Regions from separate parts of the Zea mays genome. Here regions 2 and 3 are each linked to region 1. Evidence: chromatin contacts called from public Hi-C data. All regions are on one chromosome and are shown on one strand. The core of a region is the stretch at or near the end of the contact, and the rest is flanking DNA. Distances in the headings are between cores, read along the strand shown. Region 1 holds the start of LOC100276647. Region 2 holds the start of LOC103646038 (scarecrow-like protein 8). Region 3 holds the start of LOC100285078.

Evidence for each region. A called contact is a pair of places that touch in the nucleus more often than the background predicts.
Region 2: a contact with region 1 is called in a Hi-C map of bundle sheath, with 1.7 times the contacts expected there. The contact joins the promoter of LOC103646038 here to the promoter of LOC100276647 in region 1. A contact is called at or near these places in 2 of 25 Hi-C or Micro-C datasets (bundle sheath and endosperm).
Region 3: a contact with region 1 is called in a Hi-C map of ear, with 2.7 times the contacts expected there. The contact joins the promoter of LOC100285078 here to the promoter of LOC100276647 in region 1. A contact is called at or near these places in 2 of 25 Hi-C or Micro-C datasets (ear and tassel).

What each region holds. Positions count from the first base shown.
Region 1 is chr2:15,768,521-15,771,220 of Zm-B73-REFERENCE-NAM-5.0, reverse strand. It overlaps LOC100276647, which reads right to left and starts at 1,327. Exons shown (of 3, transcript NM_001150384.2): 1 at 1,008-1,327; 2 at 789-835; 3 at 159-501. The coding sequence starts at 1,233. The coding sequence ends at 475.
Region 2 is chr2:15,972,303-15,975,002 of Zm-B73-REFERENCE-NAM-5.0, reverse strand. LOC103646038 (scarecrow-like protein 8) reads right to left here and starts at 1,263. Exons shown (of 1, transcript XM_008670776.4): 1 at 1-1,263. The coding sequence starts at 851.
Region 3 is chr2:15,552,424-15,555,123 of Zm-B73-REFERENCE-NAM-5.0, reverse strand. LOC100285078 reads right to left here and starts at 1,319. Exons shown (of 2, transcript NM_001157973.1): 1 at 1,055-1,319; 2 at 518-958. The coding sequence starts at 1,121. The coding sequence ends at 702.

The DNA of each region.
Region 1 (2,700 bases), core at 78-2,577:
GCTCCCGCAATTCTTCATCGGAAATGGGAGCGGGAGCGGAACAACCACGGGCGGAAACGGGTCCGGGTTATACCGGTTTACGGAAACGAACCAAAACGGCCGAAAATTAACCGAAAACGAACGGAAATTACCTCAACGGAAAAATTAACCGGAAAATAAGTCCACATCACCACATGATTACATGACCAGTTGACCACATAGCCATTGAACAACATGAAAATAAGTCCACAATAGTACATGAGCACATAACACAATTCCAAATCCAAGTATCCAACAAGTAAACTTACACTCACTCTGCCCACATAAATTCAGTCCATACACAATAACAATTAATAGAGTAATAGACTTATAGTCACACTCACACACCGACACACACATATGGACACAATATAAGGTCTTCATTCTTCAATGTCTTCATGACATCAAACACACATTTGTAAGATTTCTTCACAGCTCGCCATCTTCATTCATGAATTAGGAATCACTATCCCGGTCATGTTCCTACATTTTAGAATACATATGTATAAGTATTTGCAAATGATAGGTAGCAGCCTCGCAGGAAGCATCAAGTAGCAAGCAACCTGCAACAAGAAATGTATGTATGGGGCTGCAGCAAGCCAGCAAGCAGGAAGCAAAAGCACTAGCAGCAAGCAAGCATGTATGCTTGTGGGCTGAAAAGCATCAAGCAGCAAAGAAAGTAGGAACATGACATTGACAGTAAGGTAGCAAGCAACAATGTAGCAGCAATCAATAAGTTCTAGGCTTCTAGCAAGGTAGCAACAAATTACCTCATCATCCATCAAGTGGCTCGCATTAGGGGATAGAGGATTTGTCTCTGAGGGTTTTAGTTCAGCCACAATTGAAATAACACTTTTAGAATCTGACTGCAAGAAGCAGCAACGCCAAGCGCTAAATAGCTTGCTGCTAGTACTAGTACGTAGTACCTAGCAAGCAGGAAGCAGGAACCAAATACCTTGCTGCTAGTACTAGTACGTATTAGTAATTACCTGTAGGATGGAGACGCCTGTGCTGCTTCCTGCTTGCTGTCGTACGCCCGACCGACCGCTGATTCTTGCTTGCTGCTTCCTGCTTGCTGTGCCAGGCTGCCGGCGGAAGCACGTGCGAGTTGGCCGTCGACGAGTCGGCCGCTCGGCGGGGCTGAAGCCTGGGGATTGGAGTCGGCCGTCGGCGAGTCGGCCGCTCGGCGCCGGCGGGGCTGAAGCGGTGAAGCATGGGGTCTGGGGATTGGAGGTGTCCAGGCGTCCAGCCAGGCAGCCACCGAGGGAATGGGCTTAGGGTTAGCGTTCACGTGTGTGTGGAGAACTGGACGTGGAGTGGTGGGCTTGGCCGCTTTGGGCCCGACGAGTGAGTGGTGGTGGGCCTTAATCCTCGGGTTAAATCCGGGTTTAATCCGGAAATATCCCGATCAAATACGGGATCCCGATAATCCGAACGGAAAATAGCCTTTCCCGTTTCCGTCCCGATCCCGCTGACTCCTAACCCGTAACCCGTCCCGAACCCGCATTTTTCCGGAAATCTAGAAATGGGCGGATTGAATGTAGAAAATGGGTCGGGTCGGGACGGGATTTTTTCCGTCCATTTACAACCCTAGATAGAAGAAGAGCCGGGGTGGAAGGTTACAAGGCGAGTGCACCCGTCACTACAGTTGCAGAGGTGCCAAGGGGGTTTCCATTGGTAGTGGCGAAGATCGAATGGCCATGGCTACACACTATTGGGAAACGTGGGTGTGCGGGGAGGTAAAAAAAGTAGAGGGGAGGGGTGGTGAGCACCGACTCATGCTGCTGCCATGAACGTCTGCGACAAGTGTCATCCCCATAAGCGCACGTACAACCCTATTTAATACCTATCTTTTGAGGGGTATCTAAAGGGCTAAATGAAAAATAATACAAGAGACAAGTTCTTCACGAATAGTCTCGGTTTCTATACAAATTTTCATATATATCGTCTCTTAACTATATTTATAGTGTGACTCATTTGTAGTATATAATTTTTAAGTTGTCTCTTCTACTTGAAAAAACTATCAGGATGCTATAGATTGAACTTGCCCTAATGGAAGGGCTCGTTTGTTCTACGAATGTTCTATATCTCCACGAATCAACAGTAATGGTCGTCAACTAGCAACATAACTGAAAACAAACTAGAAGTTAAAATATATTTTTATGTCTTTTATTTATTAAAAACCAAAACTGTATGGAGATACCAAAATGTACGGCGGGACCATCCACCTCGCACTATGAACGCACGAAATTCTATGTCGCACTGTCTTTTTCTTTCCCTTTGATGACGTTACACCCACCAAAAGATACTGTAATATTGTGAATGCCTTTCTCGAGGTTTTCATGTTGTCTAAAGAAATATTTATGTAAAACCAATAAACATATAGAAATGACAACTTGAATGGCATGTGCCGCGCGGGCCAAATATTTTTTATCTTTTCAATTTCCTTTTGGTGAAATGGATGTTAATGTTTTGTGCATGTACGGTGCTGAACTTGACAGCTCTGCTTGCCGATCCCAACGCTCCAGAAAACATGATATTCCTTTCGTTAATATTTGAAAGCAAAAAGTATATTCATGCCATATGTGAAGCAAATATATATATATCTTTGGGCTCTCTCAGTATTGAGATGTTGCCATTTTTTTTTTAAAAAAAACTTTCCTTCTAATTTTAAATATTTTA
Region 2 (2,700 bases), core at 14-2,513, 200 kb before region 1:
GCCGCGCGCTTCAGGGCGGCCAGATGGGCGGCCGCCGCTTCGTGATGGCCATCCGCGATAGCGACCGCGGCTTCAGACAATAGCTGCCTCGACGCGGCCCCGGGGGTCGGCGGCGAGCAGGACGCGGACGAGGACGCCGTGGAGGAGTTTGACGGTGACCTCGTCATCCCGACGTTATTATTGTTGTTGTTTGGGGTCGCCGCTGCAGGGAGCCCGGGCGACGGCGCGGCCGCGATGGAGCTGAGCTGCTGTATCGTCTCCTCCCACTCGGAGTTGGTGACGGCGGAACCGGTGCCGCTCATCGCCGCAACCGGCTCGTCGTCGTCGTCGTCGTCCAGCAGCTGCTTCTCGAGCTCCTGCAAAATGAACAGCTCGCTCGAAACCGACGGCTGAGGCAGCGGCGCCGTCGACAGCCCGAAGGGCTGCGTCTGCGGTGAGGACGTCGTGAGCGGCACCTGCCGCTGCAGCTGCGGCTGCATCAGCGGCACCGCCGCCCTGGACGCGGTGGTGAGCGACGACGAGAGCGTCGACGAAGGCGACGCTAGGCCCCCTCCAAAGCTGGACCCGGGTAGAACCAGAGGCTGAGCCGGGGTGCCTCCCAGCAAGGCGGCGATATCGACCGCCGCAGCCGTGCGCTGCCTCACGGCGCGCAGGTACAGCGCCTGTTGCGCGGCCACCTGCTGCTGCTGGTGGTGCTGCCACCTCTCCAGCTCGCCGAGGCTCCTCTTGAGCACTCCTCCACCGGCTGCCGCGTCGGCCCGCTGCTGCAGCTGGAGCTGGAGCTGCATCGCCGATCCGACCCCGTAGGAGTAACCCTGGCGCGGATCGCGCCACGGCGCGCCTGGCTCCATGCAGGGCGGGGCAGGTCGGGGCAGGGAGAGCAGAAAGAGAGGAGGAGGAGGAAGGTGACGAGACGAATCTACCGAGGAGGGAGGGAGGGAGGGAGGAATGGAATGCTATGGGCTATGGCTACCTCCAAATGCTATGGCTACAACAACAGCTACGGGTCCAGCTAATGGGAGCCGGTGCCATTCAATTCAATTTGCTTCTCCGATAATAAAACCGCCACCCCTCCCCCATCTCCGCTGCTGCGGTTACGTTTATAAAAGTGAGACCGGCGTTTGGGATCCGACACCGATTCGGCGGCACTCCCGCTGACGGCGTGGGCCAGCCAGCCGGTGGCGGGGAATCGATGGTGGTGTTTATCGGGAGGCGTTGTGGCGGGGCCCCGGCTCGCTTTGGTACTATAGTAGATTTTAATGCGAGGGCGGGGGCTGCAGGGTGAATCCGTGATGGGCAGGCCGGGCAGTGTGAAGGAATGGAAACGGGCAGCGCGGGTTACCAGCTGAGACCGAGACCGGGCGCCGTCGCGTGATCGCGTCACGTCACGCAACTTCGCCCGCGATGACGCCGTCGCGCTCCTTCCCGCTGCGAGGAGGCGTCGGGACGACCTGGGGGCTGGCTGGCTCCCGGGTGGCGTGGCCTGGCGCCTTTCACCCGCCGACGCGACGCCTGCCGGTGGCCGCCGCCACTACCGGTTTTGCGGGAACCGCCCCTCAGTTTCGACGCATTTCGAGCCGATCCACGGAAACCGATCACGACACGCTAGGCCACCTGCGATTTCGTAAAACTAGGCGCTGGATTCCGCAAATGTCGCTTTTTTTGGGAACTTTGGTACACACCGGGCCACACGGTTAGTAGTCCTGGCCAGCATTAAACGACCAAGATACCCCTGACGGATTACGTGATCTGTCAGTGCGTGGAGGGATGGGGGAAGCTGGGGAGGGTAGTTTCGGCAGATCGAGAAACGTTTTAGCGGTGCGTATGCGTATGTGTAAGTAAAAGGTTTCTTGCTTGGGGGGGTGGTGCGTTGGGAATTAGTTAGGAAACCGGAATATCCACCCAACAACCACGTACCCACCTTTTCTGGTGTCTAGAACCCTGATTCTCTTTTTTTCCTTAGCCCCGAGTGTGTCCACACCACTTCATATCATATTCATATACGTGCATACAGTATGGAGTATCACACTAAAAAAACAATACTTACTCCGTGACCTATCCTGATAGAGTGGGAAAGCCATTGTGTACACTCAACGCTTGTGGGACGGAGACACCGCCGTGATCAAATTCTACGCACACCAGGCTACAATTCCATGCTTTCTTGGTTCATACTCGCTGGTGACTTGGAAATTTCCTGTTTCCCGGCCTCTCGCCGTAAGACTTGTACACACTCTTAACCCACCAACGATGAGTGGACAGAGAAAATCCCTGCACGAACAGACGACGGACCCGTGCGATACGTGTGAGCCAACGATTCCGAATGTTCCGGGCCAAATTGCTCCAAATAAAAAAAAACACCAACGATGTAACCCTCCAGTGGGAAGCCCCATGACATCTGGGTCCGGATTGCGGGTCCAGCACTACCGACACCTGTATTTCGATTTCCGTCTAATGTTCTGTAGCACCGGCGAGCAGGTCCCGGTGTGGTTAGGGGTGAAAACGGGCGGATACGGACGGATATTAGCTCATCCTGTATCCTACCCTAATGTATTTAAAACGGATTCGGGATCGGATACGGATAGTTAGAAACGGGACGGATACGGATACAGGGACCGGATATTTATCCGGGCGGATAAGTGACGGATACGGATATTATTTGATCGGATATCGGATACTTGTCGGATAATGCATTAATTGGTT
Region 3 (2,700 bases), core at 70-2,569, 220 kb after region 1:
TTTGGTTGCTTGCATGAGTACATGGTGCATGAGTTAAAAAATTGTTAAATAAATTAAAAAATCTATTAATAGACACTAATTATATGGTAAATTGCTTAATAGATACTAATTACATGTTAATATACACTAATTATATATTAATCTTAATCACGTAATTTTTTTATTTGAAATATATATAGTATGAGTGGTCTAGTTTCGTTCGCAAAAATGTCAGGAACGCGGATATGAAATCGGTTCGGTGATTAAATCTTTTAATTAGACGATATAATGAAAAAACCAATTAAAAACGTGTCTCGATATGCGTGCACGAGTAAAGAGCTGGCTGAGCGGAGCCTGGCGGCGCGCGTGCGGCCGCGCGATGCGTTTCTGCCGGGCCTGGCTCGCGGCGCTTTAAGTTCCGTGCTAGCCTGTCTCGTGCGATACAACGAACCAAACAAACACTACTTTTTGCATGTGTAGATGCAGCTGCACCACCGGAGAAGGCAACCAAACGCCCCCTAGACAAGGCAAAGCCCTACCAAAAGGCTTCGGTAACGAAGCATGTTTATTTGCTACCAAGAAGCACGGGCTACTGTTAGAACTTAAGTTCCATGTTCCAACCCCTTTTTCCGGTTCCTGAGACGTCGTCAAGACGCAGGCACACACACTGCTCACTTGTGGAGAAGCTAGAAGCCAATAAGCTTAAGCACACACGGTGAGCTTCAGAGGCGGATCAGCGGGAAAAGCTTCTTCCACGACTTCCTCCACCTGTACGCGGCGAAGGCTGCCAGGTACTGCTTGGGAGCTTCTCGGCCGGGCGTCGGCGCACGCTCGCGTGGACCCAGTTCGCCGCCATCATCATCCCAGAACCGCGCGGCTCGGCGCTTCTTCCGGACGGCAGCGAGCACGTCGTCGCGGTCGCAGATCCCCCACACGGTCACCTTCTGCTCGTGGTAGTCTGCCTGAACCGAATGTATACCTGCAATGCAGCACAAACATGTCCGAGAAGCAGGATGTTAGCCTGATTTTCACTTGACGATACACACACACAGATTAAGATCGATCGTCTAAGCACCTTTGAGATGTGACAGTGCCTTCTTGATCTTCTTCTCGCAGCCGTAGGAGTAGAGCGGCACCTTCATCTCCACATACTGCGCCTCGATCTTCCTCCCCGCGGCCAGGACAATCTGCATGTCCGCCGCCATCGGAGACGATCGACTGTGCCAAGCCAAGCTAAGCTAGCTATCGCCTGGAACGCCAACGTACTCAGAATCAGCAGAGAGCCTGCAGCCGGATGGACTGGACTGCGGCTCGAGAGATTCGTGATTCAGTGTGCGGATAGCCGCAAGAACGACGGCCCGCGGGTTAATATACACGCACCAAAAAGACAACGCCGGCCATGCTTGGATGTGGATGTGGATGTGGGATGATCCTTGCGTCGTTGCATATCCTGGACATGGATGCATGCCAGCATGTGCGCGCGGTCCTAGTTATGGCATCACCACACCCTCGCTTTTGAGGTTCCGGTGCCCGTGGCCGTGCGCGCTTTCCGCCGATGAGTGGCGGGAGGAGCGCACGAGGGCGTGTAGCTGACTCAGGGCTCAGACGCCACGGCCGCCGATTAGAAAAGAGCTGAGGCAAGCTAGCTAGTGGAGGGATTAGTGGATTACGTTAGTGAGCCAGTGGCGACCTGTCGCTGCGGAGCGTCCGGCTGACGAGGCGAGGCGTACGAGCCCATGTGAGGCGCCGTGCAAAGCTGAGCTGGTGGTTAGAGGCTGGAGCCTGGAGCTGGAGGGCAGGGGTGGAGGCGACGGCGCCGTGCCGGTAGCGGTAGGAGTACGTGGCGCGCGGCGCGGCCGCGCGGGGGCATCTTGGCTTTTGGGACCGGTGTCGAAAGGAGGCTCCAACCGAGGGCAGTGGAATAAAGCGTCGGCAACAAGTGCATGGGTTGGATTGGATTTGTTTTTTCGACCCTTTTGCATGCATGTGGACCGTCTGTTTCTTGGCAACCAGAGTTGGATCAGCTCTGCCGGCGACCGTCGGCTGGGACCTGGGACTGGGAGCACCAGACAACCATCTTGGGAACTCCGCTCGGACTAATTACAGCCGGCGCCCGGCGGCACCGAACTACGAACTACTAGCCGATGACAAACGCCGGTACACCTCAAATGGATGCGTGGGAGCTCGCCTACAAATCTGCAGATTATATAAGACGGCGTCGGATGCCGCGCAATACTACCAACTAATAATCAAGACATCACAGGTGCTCCGCAGTCACTCCGGTTCCACGTCACACACATACACTACTAGCTATGGCCGGAAGAAAGTGCAGAGCGATTCCCACGGCAATAGCGACGGCCGTCGTCGTCGTCGCCGTCCTGATGGCGGTGGCCGTCGCAGGCGTCGCGGCGAAGGACGCGTCGGGTGCCCCGAGCTCCCTCACGACGTGGAGTGCGGCCGGGTGCTCGGGGGATACGTCGATCGTCGGGTCGTGCGGGTGCACCGACCTTGCGTTCTACGCCGGGCAGGAGTTCTACTACCGGGGCGAGACGGCCACGCTCTACACCGGGACTGGCTGCACCGGCACGCCGTACCAAGTTTTCGAGGACACCCAGGCGTGCGGCGACTTTGGGTGGCGCAGCATCAACATCGACTGCTGACCAGCGCAAACTATATATCCATCCTGCTCGTGTGGTTCCTCCCGTCGTCGTGTCTTTATTT